2 separate regions of the Anser cygnoides genome follow, and region 1 is linked to region 2. The links are chromatin contacts, called in public Hi-C maps. All regions are on one chromosome and are shown on one strand. The core of a region is the stretch at or near the end of the contact, and the rest is flanking DNA. Distances in the headings are between cores, read along the strand shown.

Region 1 (5,050 bases), core at 649-3,148, 140 kb after region 2:
TGAAATGAATGCTCAGCTCAGCAAGGTCCTTCCAAAAGAAGAACATCCACTGAAAGAGAAACTAACTACAAATTTATATACGGTTAAGCTTTAGCACATTTTAATTTCTTTCCTGGAATTAACACACCCTTCTGGTTGCTTTCAGAAAGCTGAGGAGCTCAAGCGGCAATACTGGCAGGACAAAGGAACTTCAGAGTATAATTTGTGAGCTGTTACGCTGCTACATCGATGCAGAAGGAGCCCAAGGAGAAGCGTAGCTGTTGCTTACGGCATAATTTCAAAAGCAAAGATGCCATTACCTCTTCGTGTACTTCCTAGCCCAGGAAAGAAAAAAGCTTCAATAGCACCCCGTGTAGCTATTAATATTCATAGACTTAGTGGGAAGTAGCTATTCCTGCTGAGTGGTAGATGGATGGAGAAAGTGGATCTGTGGGCTTTTCTCTTGGATTTTGTAAGTGAATTTGATAATGGAAAAGACCTGAAAAGACCTAAGAATGACTAAGTTGAGGTAACAGACACACGGGCTACTTTTGCCTGTTAGGGAATTTCTATTTTTCATTGGTGTACTTCTCACTCTTCTTGTTCCTCAATTTTTACTGTAAAGCTTCTTTGCTGTGACAGGAAGAATTCCTCCAATAGCACCAACGTGTTATTTTTATTGCAGCAGGTGGCTAAGACCTGTTAAGGCACAGCCATTACCCAATTTAGAAGAGCATTTCTACTGACTCGCTAGACGCTTGCTTAAAACAGAAATAGTGCTAGAGCGACGTAGAAGAAAAATTGCTTCAAGATGCGAAAAATTATTAGCAACGACTAAGCGATGGGGACAAAATTAAATACATTTTCCCTCTGCTGCCGTGTGCGATCGCAAAGTCGTTAAGTTTTCACCGCGACAGGCGTTTCTTTTCCCTGATCCCGGACACACCGGAATCAGCGCCACGTTAGCCGCAAGAGGAAGCTCAGCACGCCCGCCTCTTGCCGGGAGCGCTCAGGCTCCTCAGCACCCCCACGATCCGGTGGGAGCCCGGTACGCGAGGCCAGCGGGCCGCCCGCACAAGGGGCGCCCACGGCGACCCCCAGCTGCCCGGCAGCACGGCGCAGCGCCCCGCCAACGGATAAACGAATAAAAACGGAGCTGGGGGGGGGTCGGTACCTAGAGACAAAGGGAATCTCTGCGGGTGGAACAGTTCGGTGCTACCCCCAGGCCAGCCACGCGGCTGCTGGCGCTCCCCGCTGCTCCCAAGGCACGGCGCCGTTACCGCACGGCTCCCGGCGCCCGCTGAGGCACCGGGCGGCCGCTCCGGCTCGGAACGCGCCACAAGGCCCCCACCTAACGGCCGGGCACCCCGCGGGGGTCGGGGCCGGGCCGAGCCCCCCCCCCCGGCGGTCCCGGCGGCGCGGCGGCGGGCACTCACCTGCGGGCCGCCCGGCCGCCATCCCACCGCCGGGGCCCGGCCCCGCCGCCGCTACCGTAATGTCGCGAGTTGCGCGCGGTGCGCTGCCCCCCCCGCGGCACGCGCCCGGCCCTTACCGTATTCCTCCTACTGCGCGCGCCCCGCGCCGCAGAGGTGACCGGGTTGAGGCGGCCCCGCCCCCGCGTTCCGCTCCCTGCGCGGCGTCAGCGGGGAGGGAGGGAGGGGGGGGGGAGCGGCGGGGCGGGGCGGGGCGGGGCGGGGCCGCGCCCCCTTTTTCCCACACCGAGCGCGTGACGTCAGCGGGGGCCGTGCGTGTGTGTGCGTGTGTGCGTGTGTGCGTGTGCGGGCGGGCGGGCGCTCGCCTCCCCCCTCCCTCCCGTGGGCGAGGCGCTGGCCACGCCCCCGCCGCCATATAAGGGCACGGGGGGCGTGTCCTCCGGCGGCGGCGGCGGCCGTCCGCCCGGTGCCGGTTATAGGCTACCGCCACTTCCGCCGCCCGCTTAGAAGCGGCGCGATCATGGCGGAGCGCGGACAGCTCCCTCCCCCCGCCAAGCGCCTGTGCTGCAGACCCGGCTACGGGCCGGGCTGCCGGCCGGGGCAGCGGGCGGGCGGCGGCGGGGGGCCCGGCGGCGGGGCGCTGTGCGCCGGGCCTTCCTCCGCAGCCGCCGCCGCCGCGCTGGGGCTGCTGCCGCTGGGCAAGACGCAGAGCCCCGAGTCGCTGCTGGACATCGCGGCCCGCAAGGTGGCGGAGAAGTGGCCGTTCCAGCGGGTGGAGGAGCGCTTCGAGCGCATCCCGGAGCCGGTGCAGCGCAGGATCGTCTACTGGTCGTTCCCCCGCAGCGAGAGGGAGATCTGCATGTACTCCTCCTTCAACACCGGCGCCGAGGACCCCGCCGCCGTCTCCGCCGTCGTCTCCGTCTCCGCAGCCTCCGCCGCGGCCGCCGGGGGGGCCGGCACCGCGCCCGGCGGGGCCGCGGAGGCCGCCGCCGACGAGAGCCGCCTGCCCTTCCGCAGGGGCATCGCGCTGCTCGACGGCGGCTGCGTGGACAACGTCCTGCAAGTCGGTGAGTCACCGCGCGTCCGTGTGTCCCCGCGTGTGTCCGTGTGTCCCCGCGTGTGTCCGTGTGTCCCCGCCGCCTTCCTCCCCCCCCCCCCCCGGTGCTGTCCCTTTAACCGCCGGTAATCCCGCCGGGCTCTGCCCCCCTCGCAGCGCCCACCCCCGGTAATCCGGGTCACCGCCGTGCCGTGCCCCCCCCCCCAGGGGGCTGCCGTGGGGAGGGGGTGCCCCCCGCCTTGCACGCTCACTTGCACACATAACACGCACACGGAGCCGCCGCCGGTGGAAATGAATCAGCAGAAGGCGGCACACGGGGGCGGGTTTGGGGAAAGGGGGGGGGGGGGGTCGGGGAGGAGAAGGCTTGGGGAGGGGGGGTTTAAAGGGGGGGGGGGGGGGAGGAATGCGGCGTGCTCCGAAATAAAGAGAAGCGAAAACGGGTGCGAGACCCCCCGGTCTGCGGTGCGGGGGAGGAAGAGGAGGAGGAGGAGGAGGGTGTGTGGGGGGAACCGCGAACAAAGGCATTTCTAGGGCAGCGGCGAGCGGGAGGGACCGGGGGTGGGGGGGGTGGACACACGAAATCCGCAGCGTGCGTGTTATTTTTGTTTTATTTATTTTATTTTTTTGGGGGGGGGGGGGCGAGGAGCTTCGTGACAACAGCGGTGACAACGCTGGGGGGAGGGTGGGGGGCTGCGCTTCCTCCTGCTGGAACAATGCTCCCTCCTCTTCCTCCTCCTGCTGCTGCTGCCTGCCTTTAAAGGGGCACGGAGGTGGGCGCACTGTTCCTGCGGGGAGGGGAGGGGAGGGGAGGGGGGGACGTCTCTCCTCGCCCCCCACCCCCCCGAAAGGGGGGGTGGGGGGCGAGGAGAGACGTCCCCCCCCCCCCCAAAACACGCGTGGGAGACCCAGCTTCCACGGGGGGTGCGCTTTGTGGCTGGCGGTGCCCCGCGGAGGAGGCGGCGACCGGGCACTTTGTTCCCATTTTCATGTTTATTTGCGTCTCTTCCTTCCCCCCCCCCCCCCCCCCCAACCACACATACACACACACACACCCCGCCCCCGAGGGGAAGCCAGACAAAAGAGCCTGGTGAATTACTGTGTGTTATCTTCTTTTCATAATTTTTATTATTGTTATTATTATTATCATCATTTTTTTATATGGTTTCACGCACGGCGCGTCCTCTGAGCCTTTTGTTCGTGCCGGGCTCTGTCCCCCCGCAGCCTGCCGGCTGCTCTGCATGGCCATTTATTTCCCGAAGGGAAGCTCTCCGTTCCCGTTCCTAGGCTCGCTGCCCTTCCCTCCAGCCTAGAGGGAGTTCAGCTCCAAGACAATCGCTTCTTTTTTTTCCTCTCCTCTCTCTAAATCTAATTAACTTTCTTATAAGTTTCATCTTTTGGCTTTCTCTCCCTTTCCAAAGGTCTGAGGCGCATCTGTGGTTCCTCAGGACTGGCAAAACCAGAAGTAGGGCTTTTTTAGTTTGGTTGGCAGCACTGAGTTTTTTTTTTTCTTCCCCATTTGCTTGCACTTGATTCTGTTTGCAAGCGATGAGGAATGACAGGAGTGCACATAGGGAGGGTTTCTTGGCTGATTACATTTAAGCCAGGAATTCACTGTGAAAATAAAGCCAAGGGGCGATAAATAAAAGATGCAATCTTCCCTAGGAGACAGACACCCAGCGTGGGCTTTGCCTCGCTCGCTTTCAGCGGTGGAATAGGCCTCAGTCAGTAGTTGTGAAAGGAAAAAGTAACTTTTTGTGTGGCTCCTAAAGGGGAGGGGCGTTGAGTAATGTTGGCAAGGGTCAACATGAAGAAAGAAAATATGCATAAATACAACTGAAGTGTTGACTGCTGCTTCTGGAGCCCTTACACGCATTCCAAACAAATGCTGAAAATACATATATTTTCTCTCCTTTCCCAACCTTATGTGAGCCTCCTTTGGAGAGCCATGAAAAAAACAGTGGTGGAAGCCATCGATAGCGAACACGTCGGCTCGTCCCATGGCTCGGGTGGCCGGGCTGCTGGAGGACACCGCTGGCACAGGTCTCCTCCGGAGCAGGGAGGTGCGACTGAAAGCAAACTCAACCGGGGCGAGTTAGGTTGGGTGGGGAGTGGGATCGGCTCCGTGTCACGCAGCTGAATGTGTGGCATTGAGGGAGATTTAGCGCGGAGTTTGTGTAAGCGCATGTTTAGCAGCCATATAAATGTGAACTTATGTTCTTTGCAGTGTGAGTAATGGAAACTCTGTAAATGTTTACTGTAGTACTATGGAAAAGTGCAGCTATTGGACAAAGTACATTTTATTACATATCAGTTGTAAGAGACTTGCTTGTAACACTATTACTATATGCAGGGGATACAGATTTGATTTGCGAGGGGGACGCATAAATTTCACTTTGGTGGTAGTTGAATGGATCCATTTGCTTCTGAATTTTACATCTTAGTCTAGCCCCGCATAAACATTCAGACAATCTTTTCACAGCAACTCGTTTCAAGCCATAGAATTTCAAAATCCTGGTGTCTACATGCTGCTGGAAGTCTTCACGTGCGTCTGCTTCGTGGCCCCAATTCGTCTCACACGTGT
Region 2 (4,579 bases), core at 764-3,263:
GAACTTTTACAAGAATTTCTGAGTACATACCTTCCCACGGAACAAAGTGCTTTACATGTGTAACTTGGTTTTCTGCTCAGGTTTTCAAGGTCATAAAGTACAATAACACCATCGGAACCACCTGATAACATGCTGAAAGGGTAAATAAAGCAGTCAAGTTACACGTATGATCTTAATTTGATCAATTAAGTTCAGAAATAAAATAATTTGGTATTACCAAAAGACAGTGAAGTGCTTAAAAACATTTTTACCAAACTAAAGTACATACTTACTATCTTCCCTCAACAGGCTCAATATCAAGGCTGTTAATACCATTCCCATGTATTCTTTCCACATCTCTATCTTTATTTAATTCCAAACTGAGAACCCTTAAAAAAAAAGAAGAAAAACAGAGATGAACAATAAGAACAACAGATCTTTAAAATGTTACTATGTAGTTACAAACAGCTAAAATCATATTTTCACCCCTCCTCAATGCATCTAACCCGTTCCCATATTTTTTCTTTTTTCCCCAAAATTAGACTTGCAGACACAATACAATGCTGGAAATAAGACTTGAAAATTTGACAGAAAAAGTATGTGTTGTTTGGAAGGTAAGATGGAAGTACGTATGTAAAACAGGCTCAAAGGAATACCAAAGCCGCACTTAGGGTCAACATACGAAGCATTAGAACAGGAATGTAGTTTAACAATACAACATAGGGTAAACATTACAAAATATTTGTCACAGCTGCAACAAATATTAGTTACTTAGAAGCTTTATTATGTGCCATCGCTCCTACTTGGAACTATGGACACCTAGTGGACAGATTTGTTTAGTTTAACAAATTACAGTATTTCCTCTCATGGCACAATCTTTGGGTGTTATGTTTTCTGCAGCATCAAATAAAAAGCACGCCCTCCACATGGTGAAGCTTCCCTGAAACATTTTGGAGCTGTGATTAGTATTTTCTAATATTTTCTGTGAGAAACTTAAAATGTTACAGGCAGACCCCTGACAGCATGCCTATACACATGCTTCAAAAGCATTAAGTTCTTTAAGCCCTTTTAAAATACAGGAAGCAACACAATTATGCTAGAATTTTGACATGTACAAGATAGTTAATTAAACACTTTTGAGCTCAAGACTGAATTTTAGTGAAGGGGTTTTATCCCTTCAAGAAACGTTTTAAAGCATGTGACTTGAAAAGGTAGTTACAAACGCCATCTGCTGAAGACTATAGAAGATTTTTTTCAAAACCAAAATGAAAACGTTTAGGGAGGAAAGAAAAAAAAAAGTTAGGTAAATGGTTGTTTGAGTTACGTAAAATCTGCACGCTGTGCTTCCTTCTCAGCGCTGAATGACACGTGAAGGGAGAGAAAGCACACGTTTTGTAAAGATACACAAGAGAAACGAGCTTCGTGAATTGCAGCATTTCCACCATTTACAGTTTATTTTCCTTTACAGCGATAGAGCCACAGAAGTCCAAGCGGAGAGGAACAGATGGGTAAATCCGCAGCACAAATCCTCCCAGCTGTGAGGGTGCCGTGAGGGTGCTGTGAGGAACTGAGCCGAGGTTGGCCCTACCGGATTTATCTTTGAAATACAGCCGCGAAACTTATTCCCCGATCAAACGTTATCGCGATATTCCAAGGAGCCCCGACGAGCCCCTCTGTCCCGTCACCGCTCCTCCGCTGGCCCCAGCGCTGCCGACGGGCAGCGGCGAGCACAACACACGTGAGGGCCCCGCGGGCTCTCAGCGGGCTCTCAGCGGGCTCTCAGCGGGCTCTCAGCGGGCTCCCCGACCCCGTCCCCGTCCCCCCGGGCCCCGCTACCTCCGGGTGGCCTCGGCGCGGCGCAGCCGCAGTGGGTCGTCGAGCCCGGCCTGGCGGCCCGACAGGAACCCCAACATGGCGGCCAAGCGGCGACACCCGCCGCCGATCCGCCATCTTGGTCCCGGGCTGGCCGGGGTTGCCCGGGGGCGGGCGGGCCTCCGCCAATGGCGAGCGCCGTTGCTGGCATGCCCGCCTCCGACTCTAGGGGCGGGGCGGAGGGTGGCGGCGGGGCTGTGTGGTGGCGTCTGGGGGCCGTTGGTGGCCGTTAGCGGCCGCCCCGCCATGAGCCGGGCCCGTCAGGCGCTGCGGGCCCTGCGCCTGCGGATGTTCGGTCCCGGCAAGGAGCTGGCGGGCACCGACCAGTTCGGCAACAAGTACTACCGCGTGCCCGAGCACGAGTCCCGCGCAGGTAGGCAGGGCAGGGCCGTTACCCGCTGCCCCCGGGCGGGCCCGCGCGGCGTGTGGGGAGCGCAGCGGGTGTCTGTCCGGGCGGCTGTTGTAGGGCGAGGAGGAGGTGGAGCCCGTTATCCAGGGGTTTTAGAGCGCGGCTGCCAGCCTGCAGCGGGGAGGTAGCCTGCGAGGGGGCTCTTCTCATTACTTCTGAACTCTTTTAAAAGTGCATTCCTGCGTGTGTCCTCGCTGCACTTCTGAGGAAAAACGTTTTTCTCTGCTTCTGTCTGTATTTGAGGAACCTAGGTGTGCTTATAGCACGTCCTTACATCGTTCTCAATGCTGCACAACCATGCGTAACTAACTGAAGGTGTCACCCCTGAAGTTGTGTGAGTGAGTGTACGCACCACGATGTTTTACAGTTATGTTTTCATTCCCTACACAGGCTAATTTATCTGCTTGCAGTACTCCATATATTTTACATGGTCAATTCAATCAGAACACCCCAAGGCTGTGGAGACTCATTCTATGTGATGTTCTTCAGAGTAAAAGCAGAGAAGTAGGAGCAGAAGCAGAAGGTCTGAGGCTGTGCAGTCACTGAAGTCAGTGCCCTTCCTGAAATGCAGGGGGTAGGGAGGGCACACATCATCCCTTCAGATACATGTAATGTCTTCTGGAGTAGTGGTGCCTTCCAAGTAGTTCCCTGACTTGTTTTGCTGTACAGCTTCCTGAAGAACTCGCGGTGACTTAAAGCAGGTCTGCTTGAACAAGTATTTGGGAAAATGATGTGAATGCCCTTTTGTCAGCAATGATTCCTCTGGGTTAATACAGCAACGTAACAATCCCAGGCTTCGTGTGTCTTGCTTTTGGTCTTCTCACTACTGGGGCTTATTGTGACTTTGAGGAGTATACAAAAGTACTTTAAGGAAAGCAGTCTATATTCTGCACAGCTTTGTATTAAGGTTTAGAGGGCTTCTTAGATCCCAGGTGGAGGTTCACCAGCATAAAAACTTCCCTTACTCAGAAAGCGTTCCTCTTTATGCGGAAGGGAAAGAGAGACAAAAAAGAATCTATGAGTATCAGAGGGGTAGATACAGAGTTTACGGCAACCGAAAGGGAGAGATTTCTTCTCCCTATTTTCTTTCTCACTGCTGCTAACTTTTCACTGTTATTTATTTGACCTTTCTGCAGAAAACTTTAATAGAAAAATGATTTAAAATGACTTGATGAAGAATAAGCTGCAGGCTAGAGCTGGCACGGAAGAGAGAATGAAGGTGATGAGCTGTTAGACAGGGTAAGGTTATACAAGTTGTCTTGAAACAGAGTCAAGAGCTATCATGTTTACAGTCATACCATACAAACTTCTTTACCATGTTTACTTCAGTTTTCCTCGACTTTCTATTAGAAAGTTTGCTGTTAAGCTCTTTTCTACTTCGCATGATCAAACCCAGTTAAATGGATATTGCTTGAGAGAAATCAGGAATTTTAAAACAATATTAAAAAACAGGCGAGGAATAAATATCTGGCAAGGGGCTAATGTTTATTCACTCTTGCCATGCTTCTCTTCTATTTTTAGAATGAAAGTAAGGGAAGGGTTATAATTTTGCTCCACAAACTGAAATTTGGATTACTCAAAATCGATACCACATCTTTCATACATGTCTTAATTCACAGACAGACAGTTCTCTCTTTTTGTCCTTTTTATGTAACTACAGTACAGGAGAGTGCACATGGGAAAATATTACTAGATGTTTATGTGAAAATATTTTTGATAATTCTGTTTTATATTTATCTCACTGATGAATGCTTACAGGTCACTAATTTTGGCTTTAGATGATCTAAAAAAATCCGTCATCAGGAGCAGAATGAAAGAATTCAGAATGAAGTAAGCAAGAATTCCCCGCTCAAAGAAGTGGTGGTGGAACTTTTTCATGAATGCGTTTATACTTTGCTTTTTGTTCTGTTGATTTGTTCTGTATTATACTAACTGATGGAACTCACTGTTAAAATCTGACACACTTGACCATAGTATATGGGTTATAACAATTATTATGGAGGGAGGAAATAAGTAGAATGAAAACAGTATGCTTTAAGAAAATGGCCTTCAATACATTCAGAAAGTGGGTAGAAGAGATTCTGTGAATATCTAAGAAGAGTATAGGTGAAAAGGTGTGTAGGACAACTCATAACTCCTCCAGCTGTTAAGGTCCCAGTACACATTACCCTGCTGTGGATGGAGGCTTGGAAGCACAGCAATAAATTAATGTGGCCAAATCATGGATTTTTAGTGACCTCAAAAAGACAAAACCCTCCATGAATCCGGTTAACTGTCTTGGGTGCTGGAGAAATGGATGAACAAATAATAACTGTTACA

What was found. Hi-C and Micro-C count contacts between places; a contact is called where the count stands out from the background.
Region 1: a Hi-C map of liver shows a contact between it and region 2, with 14 times the contacts expected there. The contact joins the promoter of ZSWIM6 here to the promoter of NDUFAF2 in region 2. A contact is called at or near these places in 2 of 7 Hi-C or Micro-C datasets (both in liver).

The regions. Positions count from the first base shown.
Region 1 is chrZ:74,712,203-74,717,252 of Taihu_goose_T2T_genome, forward strand. ZSWIM6 (zinc finger SWIM-type containing 6) reads left to right here and starts at 1,899. Exons shown (of 13, transcript XM_066988941.1): 1 at 1,899-2,479. The coding sequence starts at 1,933.
Region 2 is chrZ:74,574,139-74,578,717 of Taihu_goose_T2T_genome, forward strand. NDUFAF2 (NADH:ubiquinone oxidoreductase complex assembly factor 2) reads left to right here and starts at 2,014. Exons shown (of 4, transcript XM_048051656.2): 1 at 2,014-2,224. The coding sequence starts at 2,098. It overlaps ERCC8 (ERCC excision repair 8, CSA ubiquitin ligase complex subunit), which reads right to left and starts at 1,973. Exons shown (of 12, transcript XM_013180582.3): 1 at 1,816-1,973; 2 at 273-368; 3 at 31-132. The coding sequence starts at 1,892.